Linked DNA regions of Rattus norvegicus: region 1 is linked to region 2. The links are chromatin contacts, called in public Hi-C maps. All regions are on one chromosome and are shown on one strand. The core of a region is the stretch at or near the end of the contact, and the rest is flanking DNA. Distances in the headings are between cores, read along the strand shown. Region 1 holds the start of Igsf8 (immunoglobulin superfamily, member 8). Region 2 holds the start of Dcaf8 (DDB1 and CUL4 associated factor 8).

What was found. A called contact is a pair of places that touch in the nucleus more often than the background predicts.
Region 1: a Hi-C map of the A7r5 cell line shows a contact between it and region 2, with 5 times the contacts expected there. The contact joins the promoter of Igsf8 here to the promoter of Dcaf8 in region 2. A contact is called at or near these places in 10 of 12 Hi-C or Micro-C datasets (the A7r5 cell line, Schwann cells, frontal cortex and 5 more) and 1 of 1 datasets of contacts at active chromatin or transcription factors (oligodendrocytes).

What each region holds. Positions count from the first base shown.
Region 1 is chr13:87,301,206-87,305,430 of GRCr8, forward strand. It overlaps Igsf8 (immunoglobulin superfamily, member 8), which reads left to right and starts at 1,562. Exons shown (of 8, transcript NM_001014787.2): 1 at 1,562-1,634; 2 at 2,329-2,431. The coding sequence starts at 2,374.
Region 2 is chr13:87,140,301-87,144,525 of GRCr8, forward strand. It overlaps Dcaf8 (DDB1 and CUL4 associated factor 8), which reads left to right and starts at 2,371. Exons shown (of 14, transcript NM_001014231.1): 1 at 2,371-2,511; 2 at 3,407-3,479. It also overlaps a transcript of Pex19 not described here.

The DNA.
Region 1 (4,225 bases), core at 312-2,811, 160 kb after region 2:
ACACCCTTCTGGGTGAAGCCCCTTGGTTTCAGTGGGGCCATGTGCCTGCGTGCGGTGTGCCTCGTGCCTGGCGTTTACTCCCCTCCCCCAACCTTCCCAATTACATAAGCTTCTTAGGAGTGACTCAGTCCTGGACTTTGCGCTCCCTCTGCTGGCCACTGCGGGACTGCACAGTTTTGGGAGGGGTGTGTAAGTATTCTAGCCCAGCCCCTGTGTACTGGCCTGGGAGTCCTTTTATCCCAAGCTACAAGGTAAGCTCCTGGAAGAGTGCTCCTCCCACTCCATCCCATAATGCTTATACCGAGTACTGACTGTTACTTGTTCATTCAGCAAACGCAGGATATCACTGAGAGTAGGGACCTTGAAAGCCTTGCTGACTAGGGCACTACTAAAATCCAGCACAAGGCCTGACCCACTCAGTATCCACTACAGGAATGCGTTTTCGCCCTGAACAGAGTGAACAATGGGGTACAAGAAAATATGAGAACCGTCAGGCCTGAGGTTTTGTGGATTTGCTTTGTTTTGCCTTTTTGTTTGTTTTGAGACAGGATCTCACTACATAGCCTTGGCTGGCCTGGAAGTCATAGAGATCCATCTGCCTCTGTCCCTGTCCCTGCCCCGCCCCTTTCCTGCCCCTGCCTCCTGAGCGCTAGGGTTAAAGGTGTGCACACCAGTCCTGGGCTTTAAAGTAACCTTAAAGTCTGTGTGGCCTTGGGCAAGACACGTAACTGTTTTAAAAGTTCAGGTCTCTCTTGTGTTAAATGACTTTGTCTTGTAAAATAAACTGTAAAGTTTAGAAAGGATATCTACAGGTGGTGTTATTGTGTAATTATCCCATAAATGGCTGCTATGATGATGATGATGATGATGATGATGATGATGATATAGATTGACTTTCAAACCAGTATTAGAAAGGCATTCAATCCACTCAACTTCCAGCTAAACAGAGAAGGCTTTCTCCCGAAGTCTCCCTGTAGCTTGTACTTCTCACATAACTCAACATGGCTTCTAGAGAAATAAGTGTGAAGAAACCAGGCTGGGATATATCCAGATGACAGGCAGCAGGTCCCTTAGCCTCTTGCTGTGCAGTCTTGGGTCACCAGGGTTGAAGTTCTGACTTCCTCATAGATTGTCTGTGGTTGCTGAATGTGGCTTCCACTGGCAGGCCCACGAATACTTCCCTAAAAATAGTAAGTCAGTGCTGGCCTGAATCACATTTTTTGTCTGTGTCTCAATTTTCTCAATAGGGAGTTGTAAGTGAGGAACAGGGATGAGGGGGACAAGTAGGGTATGGAGGTGAAAGACCTAGGCATGTTCTAGGCCACTTCCCCAGCCTTGGTTTTGCCCGTTGAGCCGTCCCTTCTCCCCATTCTGGCCCCACCCTAATCTCCGCCTTTTTCACAGTTGGAGACACAGCATTGGGTAGAGGCTTCTCTTCCTTTTTCCTACCTCCAGGCTAGCTCCTCCCTCCCAGCAGAGGTGTGTTCATCTCTTCTCATTGGAGAATCCAATTGGTAGAAAGCAGTTTAATGCAAAAACAAAACACCCCCATAGTTACCGTGTGCAACAAACGTCTGTGCAGGATCTCAGTTAATAGTCGCCGTAACTACTTGAGTGTTTACAGTCTCTGTTCCGTAAGTGATGGGGGGGAAAAGTGAGGTTGAAGGGGTTAAGCTGAACAAGAATCTTCCCGCTAGGAAGTCTGGACGGCTAGCCCACTTCCCTTTCGCTTTGCATTCTGACCGGGTATTAGAACAGATTTCCAGTGATCTTCCAGGACCCTGAAGCCCCTTTGGGTCCGCTTCACGTCCAGGAAATCTGGGGTCAGGCCATGACCACATAAATCAGCTAGGTTTGCTGCCAGGGCTCAGTTGCCCACATCATCCAACTGAATTCTGAGTGCGTAACCACAGTCACTCCATCATCCATCCCCAGAGGCCCTGCAAGCATCCCATTCTCCCGGAGAGGCTGGCAGGTGCAGGGCGGGGTGCCCTCTGAGCTAGGGTGGGTGGGGGTAGAGGAGCCCAGGTGCCAGTTCGCCCAGCCTGCGGCCAGAGGCGGAGTCACCATCAGGGTCGAAGTCTAGCCTAGGCGACAGCCCGGGGCGGGGCGAGGCGGGGGCAGGGCCGGGCAGCGGGGCGCGGCCGGGACTGGTCTCCGGAGCTGCGGAGGGCGGGAAGAGCGGCGGGAGGAGGGGAAGAAGGAAGGAGGGCGGGGAGTTGGCGGCTCCCGCTCGGCTGGGCTTTGCGCACCCACGCTTCACTGCTCCGCTTTTTGTCCCCCCCCACCCCACCCGGGCATGCGCCCCCCGCGGTCCTGGCCCCCCAGAGCTCATACCGCCCCCAGGAATCTCCCCAGAATCACCTACGCAGAATGGGCGTCCCTAGCCCCACGCCGCTGAGTTCGCTGCTGCTGCTGCTGCTAATACTTGGTAAGCGGGGTGGTCGCCGCGTCCCTGTCCGGCCGGGTAGGTGCCTGACACCGTGCAGCCAACCAGCTCACCTTCCTAGCATTTCGAAGCTGGTTGCACCCCTACTGCTTCATCAGACGTGTCTCCACTGTCTCTGGGCTCGGCATCTCGCTTCCTTTTGCGCCTGCCTGCCCAATCAGTTATGGAGAGGGTGATGGTGCCCTCGCTTTAGGCTCCTAGTTGAGCATATTGGTGACTTACTAAGGTATCCCCTGAGATACCATAGAGCTCCGAGGCAGGCGCCTCTTCTCTCATCTGTTACACCCAGCGCCTGGGGTCCTTGCGCCCAAATACCGTGACAACCTTCTGCCCCACTCTCTGCTCCAGGCCTGGCTTTGGGTGTTTGCTCTGCGTGGGCAGTGCCTGGCGGTCTTCATAATTGCCCAGTGTTGGCTAGAGGCCCAGGGTCTGATTCTGACCATGATCTTTGAAGAAAGTCTCCCCTACACCCCCACCTCCTAACATAACACCTCACCATCTGAGGCTTCCTCCCTCACAGGTCTCCACCCTGGGCCAGTTCCCTCTTTGCCCTTCTATTTCTCTCCGATATTTGGCTGGTTGTCAGACTCAGTTGGTCCCAACATCCCCGCCTCAGGAGATACCAGGTTCCGTGGAAACTGAACCTGGGATCTCTAAACACCCAGTGTCTGTCCTGGTGGGTGTTTATGGTGGTGTGTGTTCTGGGCCAACCTTGTATCGTGGCTGCTGTGTGTGTGTGTGTGTGTGTGTGTGTGTGTGTGTGTGTGTGTGTGTGTGTGTGATATGCACATAGGGAGGAATCTAAAGTGTTATAGTCAAGGCAGAAGCCTGTGGGGCACCCCGACTGCCTTCCCTGGTTTATGCCAGAACTGCACGGTGCCACACAGAATGGTTCCTTGCTGCTGGTCCTTCTGGGACCAAGTTGAAAACTCTCCTTTGGAAACAAAACAGGAGGCCGAGTGATGTAGGGAGATGAAGGATCTGTGGGGCTTGGTTGCCTAGCGATTGCTTTCCCCCAGTGGGCTTCATGGAGCAGGGATGGGCCCAGGGGAGGTTGGGAGGAGTGAATGCTGCACGGGGGTGGAAGAGGAGCTGAATGGCATCTTAGGCCACTGCATTCAGCACTGGCATTCACTTCACAGGCGAGGGACGTGAAGTATTACGTTCCAGAGAGAGTTCCAGTGGGGGGGGGGGATTTGAACTCAGATCTGACTTCAGAGCAGACCTCTGACTGTTAGAAAGGAGGTGACCTGACAAGAGAGAACCTTGAGGCCACCTACTTCCTGAGGCTGTGGAGACAACTTTCACGTGGGGATCGACAAGCATCAGCATGTGTGGAACCAGGAAGGTGGGAGGGGACCTTCTCAGCAGAGTCTACCCATGGGCAGCCAGGACGGTGTCATCTTGGCTGTCTTTACCATCGTCATCCTGATTATGAAATTGGGTGCCTGAGTCACACGCACACGGGTTCAGTGTCAGAACTGAAAGCTCTTACTTCTAAAAGAGAAACTGAGACCCAGGAGGGGAAAGGATTGGTCCCATGTTGGCTTTCTGACTCCAGCTGTGCCTCAAGCGGTGGTCATGTGTTCTCTGAGTGACGTAGCCAGAGGAAGAAAAGGAGCAAGAACTGGAGAGCAGGCTCTCAGGCTCCTGGGTGGTTCCCGGCAAGCTGTGGACTCCCCTCCCCTCCGGAATCCTGGAAATTACAGGACTCTCCTTGGAAGCATCTCCTCGCCTCCTTCTTGGTTTTGTCCCTCTTCAGGGGTGTGTAGAGGC
Region 2 (4,225 bases), core at 1,121-3,620:
CAGACATAGTGGCACATGCCTGGCCCTCAGGAGATGGAGGCAGTAGTTACAGAAGTGATCTGTAGTCTGACTCTGGAGGTAAAGATGGGATACAGCCTGGGATGCAGGAGACCTTATCTAAAAAGACATCTTCAACAACTGTTGGTGTTCTGAGTCACACCAAAGAGAGACATGGCAGGAGGAAATATGGCCTTGTAGGCAGCAGGGAAAGCCAGCCTCTGTGGACTGAATATTGAACAGGTACCCCAAAGCATGTTTATTATTATGAAAATGTTGTTGGGGGTGGGGTAAGACAAATTCCTTTATACTAAAGACCCTATAATAGCTCTGTTTCTTGAAGAAAAACACCCTACAACCTTAGTCCTTACTGTGTACTGTTTGCAGTGCTCGATAATGCAAGACATTCCAGGTGTGCCAGGACCAACTTGTGACCCAGAAGTCACTCAAAGGCTGTAAAGCTCCTTCAGAAAAATAACCCCATGGATGAGAGAAAACACCCCGGATTTCTACAAGGATTTCTTCAAGGTTAAATTACTCTCAGAAAACATCTCTTCATTCTGATGTCTACCCTAGATAGTGAAAAAAAAAAAACTGTTTTATTTTGCTGTCTACTCTGGATATAATGATTCTATTAGATTTTTCTGCTACAAATAAATAAGGTGCTCCAGCCTGCTAACTAGGAGTAATCTGGAATCCTAGAATCCTGTATAGATTTCCTTTAGGTGTCAGCACAAAGCTGTGTACAAAAGTCACCTGAAGCCACCAACCTGCAAAGTTTCTTGGGATATCCGTATTTCAGCTGCATTTTCACAACAGCTAAATTATGAATAAACCTGAATATCGGCAGATGAATAAAAAATATGGAACGTATACACAATGGAATCATTCAGCTATGAAGAGTGAAATAGTATTTGCAGATTATAAGCAACATAAATTACCCTCAGAAAGATAAGCATGACATGTCCTCTCCCATATGCAGAATCTGGGTTTAAATTTACGTGTACAGATATCTTAATTACACATACTTATTCATATTTAACAAAGAAGTAGGAAGACTGAGAGGCAAGGAAGAGATATATAAAGAGTGGAAGGGGAGCTAAGAAAAGAGAATGGAGTAAACCCTAATCACAAAAGCTAATGGTAATTATTGGAGGAAGGTAACCAACAAGAAGGGGAAAATGAGTGGGAGGGGACCAGGAATAACCAGGTATTGACACATATATGTATGAAAATGCCACATGGAAACCTATTTTGTTTTGTGTGTATGGGGTGTGTGTGTGTGTGTGTGTGTGTGTGTGTGTGTGTGTGTGTGTGTGTGTGTGTGTTTTGGAGGTGGGGGAAGGACGTATTCTAGCCCAGAACTTACTGTATATCCTGCCTCAGCCTCCTGAGTGCTACTTTGTAATCTATTAGTTTGTATGCTAATTTTAAAAATTAAACTCTTCGGTGTTGAGCGCCTTTAATCCTAATCCCAGCACCTGGGAGGCAGAGGCAAGTGGGTGATCTTTATGAGATCTATACCGTTCCAGGACAGCCAAAGTTGTGTAGAAGGACCCTGTTTCAAATGAATAAATAAATCCAGTTTCTATGCTGTCTCACTCTCACCCCCAGGTCTGGGGTCAAACTTTCCAAACTTTTTAGACCCTTAGGAAGCATTCCAACACTTGGCCAACATCCCCAAACCTACTAAGGCTCTTTTAAACAAATGGACAAATGGGTGCTGTCAGGCAGAAGTGACCCTCGACAGAAGGCCTCTTAAACCACTGAAGGAAGTGCAGTCTTGAGCCTCAAAGGGGAAAGGGGTTTTGCTTTGTTTCTTTTTTTTTTTTTTTTTTTTTTTTTTGTGGTTCTTTTTTTCGGAGCTGGGGACCGAACCCAGGGCCTTGCGCTTCCTAGGTAAGCGCTCTACCACTGAGCTAAATACCCAGCCCCTTGTTTCTTTTTTAAACAAGAAAAAAATTGTGGCAAGATTTAGAACCTCAGGCATAGAGGACTAGTAGTTTGCCTGCCAGTCCCTTTGGAATGAGTGAGGTTCGTTTTCCATCACAACGCTAAGGAGCCCCTAAATCGCATGTGTTTTGAATACCAGGAGAAAAGCCATCACTCTGAAACTACGAAAACAACTTGACTCCTCCGCCCCGCGCACGCGCCCCTCGCTGCTTCGGTTGGCCTTAGGCTCCGCCCCCTGTGCGGCCACCAGGAGGGTTGGGAGCCCAGAGCTCGCGGGACCGCTCTCGCTCAGTCGCCTCCAGCACAGCGTCGCAAACCCCGCCGGAAAGCGTGACGGCGCAGGCGCAGGCGCGGAGACCCGAGACGGTGGTGGTGGCTGCCGCTGGCCAGTGTAAGATGGCGGCGGCGTTGGTGGCGGCAGTGGACGGGGCGGCTGGGCCTGGAACAGTTGGAGCATCCGCTGGCAGAAGGATGACCCTAGATGGGAAGCGGGCTGCCGGGCCTCGCCAGCTCCCGTGCTTGTAACTGCCCCAGCCGGACGCCCTCCCCTTGACCTACCGGGTCCGTGTTTAGTCCGGCTCGGCCTGTTTCCCCTCTCCCTGACTGCTCTCCCGCAGGACAGGCCCGATCCCTTTCCTAAAACTCCCAGACTTTAGGTCTTATTCCCCTTCACCCGCGTCAGTGCTGGGAGGACTACCTGTCCTTTGCCCGGGTCAGTCTGGGTTGCCCCCTAGGGCACCCCCATGATTCACAGGGACTTCTTGTTCGTCCGGTGACCTATTCGTAAACTCTCATTTCTTCTTCCTTTATAATTTGGGGACCCGGCTCTGTCTGTGTCTCCTAGTCACTTCAGGGCCACCGCGCAATGTGCCCCTTCCCCCATCCCAAGTTCTCAGGCCCAGCACCTCGTACGGAAGGCCGAGGTCCAAGAAACTGGCAGCCTGTTCTTGAGTGCTTTGTGATCTAGTTCTCTTAGCGTACCTGCCCCTGTCCCGAAATCTTTTAGGACACCTTAGAACGGTCCCGCTTGGTCCTTATTAGTTGGAAAGCATCTGGTGGCTTGAATTTCTGACTCATGATTGTTGGTGTAGTCTGTAAACAAACCCGCACTAGAGCTATCACATTCTCCCCCGGATTCTCCCCTCCCCCACTGCTCTGTAGTTTGTCGAGAGGGGTGGTTTGGTTTAGAGTTGAAAAGATGCAGGTTTTCCTCATAAGTGACTTTTTAGTGTTGGTGGAGCTGGGAGATAATTTGCCTGGCGTTTAAATCTTGTGTTAATCCTTTGTGTTTCCATTACTGGCATGGGTTTTGTTCAGTAGTCAGAATTGAATTCGGTAAGTTATTTTGGTTTTAAATAGTTCTGAGGAGACAAAAAAAATAGTAAAGCGTGGTCATAAATATTTTGGGTACGTTCGGAAGAGACACCTTTGCCATGTAAACTTTAACTTTTCTCAGTTCTTCAGCGAACCTTCAGACCAGTTTTCTCAGGATCGTGGGCCAGACTTCGGTCGGCGATAAAAACAGCAAGGTGAGTGGCTTTGAAGGCATTTAATTCCTCAATTCAAGACCTGTTCTTGATGTGTAAGTGCAGACCACTAAACTCAACAGTTTTACCCCCGTTTCCAAAAGTTTGGATATTGTTCACAGCTTTGTTATAATTTTGGTTAAATTACTTACAAAATTTAATTGGCTGTGTTTCGACCTGCTGCCCTGTACTATGGCTGTGTGTCTTCAAATGGTTTAAGCCTAGAGTGAGCACTCTGCCTCTTTTTCATTCCTTCCTTTATTTGCATTGTAGTTTGTCTTCGTGTGGGTCATGTCTTAGACTGTTAAAAATTGAGGATTGATTTCCCTGAATTCTGTTTAGCCTTTTGTCAAGTCAGATCTCTTCTCCCAAACCCAAAAGTTATCATCCTTGCCATCTGGAGAGTAATTAACTACTCCTGACCAGAAGTTAGGAGCAGTGAGTGAGCCTCCATTTAGTTGATGCCTTAAGTCCAGTTAGTCTCAGAGGCACAAATTTTCAAAACATAGTGGGATTTTTTTTTTTTTTTTAAGTAGCTCCTTTTGTAGCTAGCTTGCAAATTATCAGTTGGCTTGCAAATTTCAGCAGCACGGGCCAAAGAGGGAGTCCAAACACACAGTTGTCAGTGTGGTTTCTGTAAGACTTGTAGATTACTGGTAGCAGAGGGTAGGTCATTTTTGGGACTGGTAGAGAAACTCAGGTAGGTTTGGCCACTCCTTAGTTCCTCTAGGATTTGTGCTGGGAAAAGT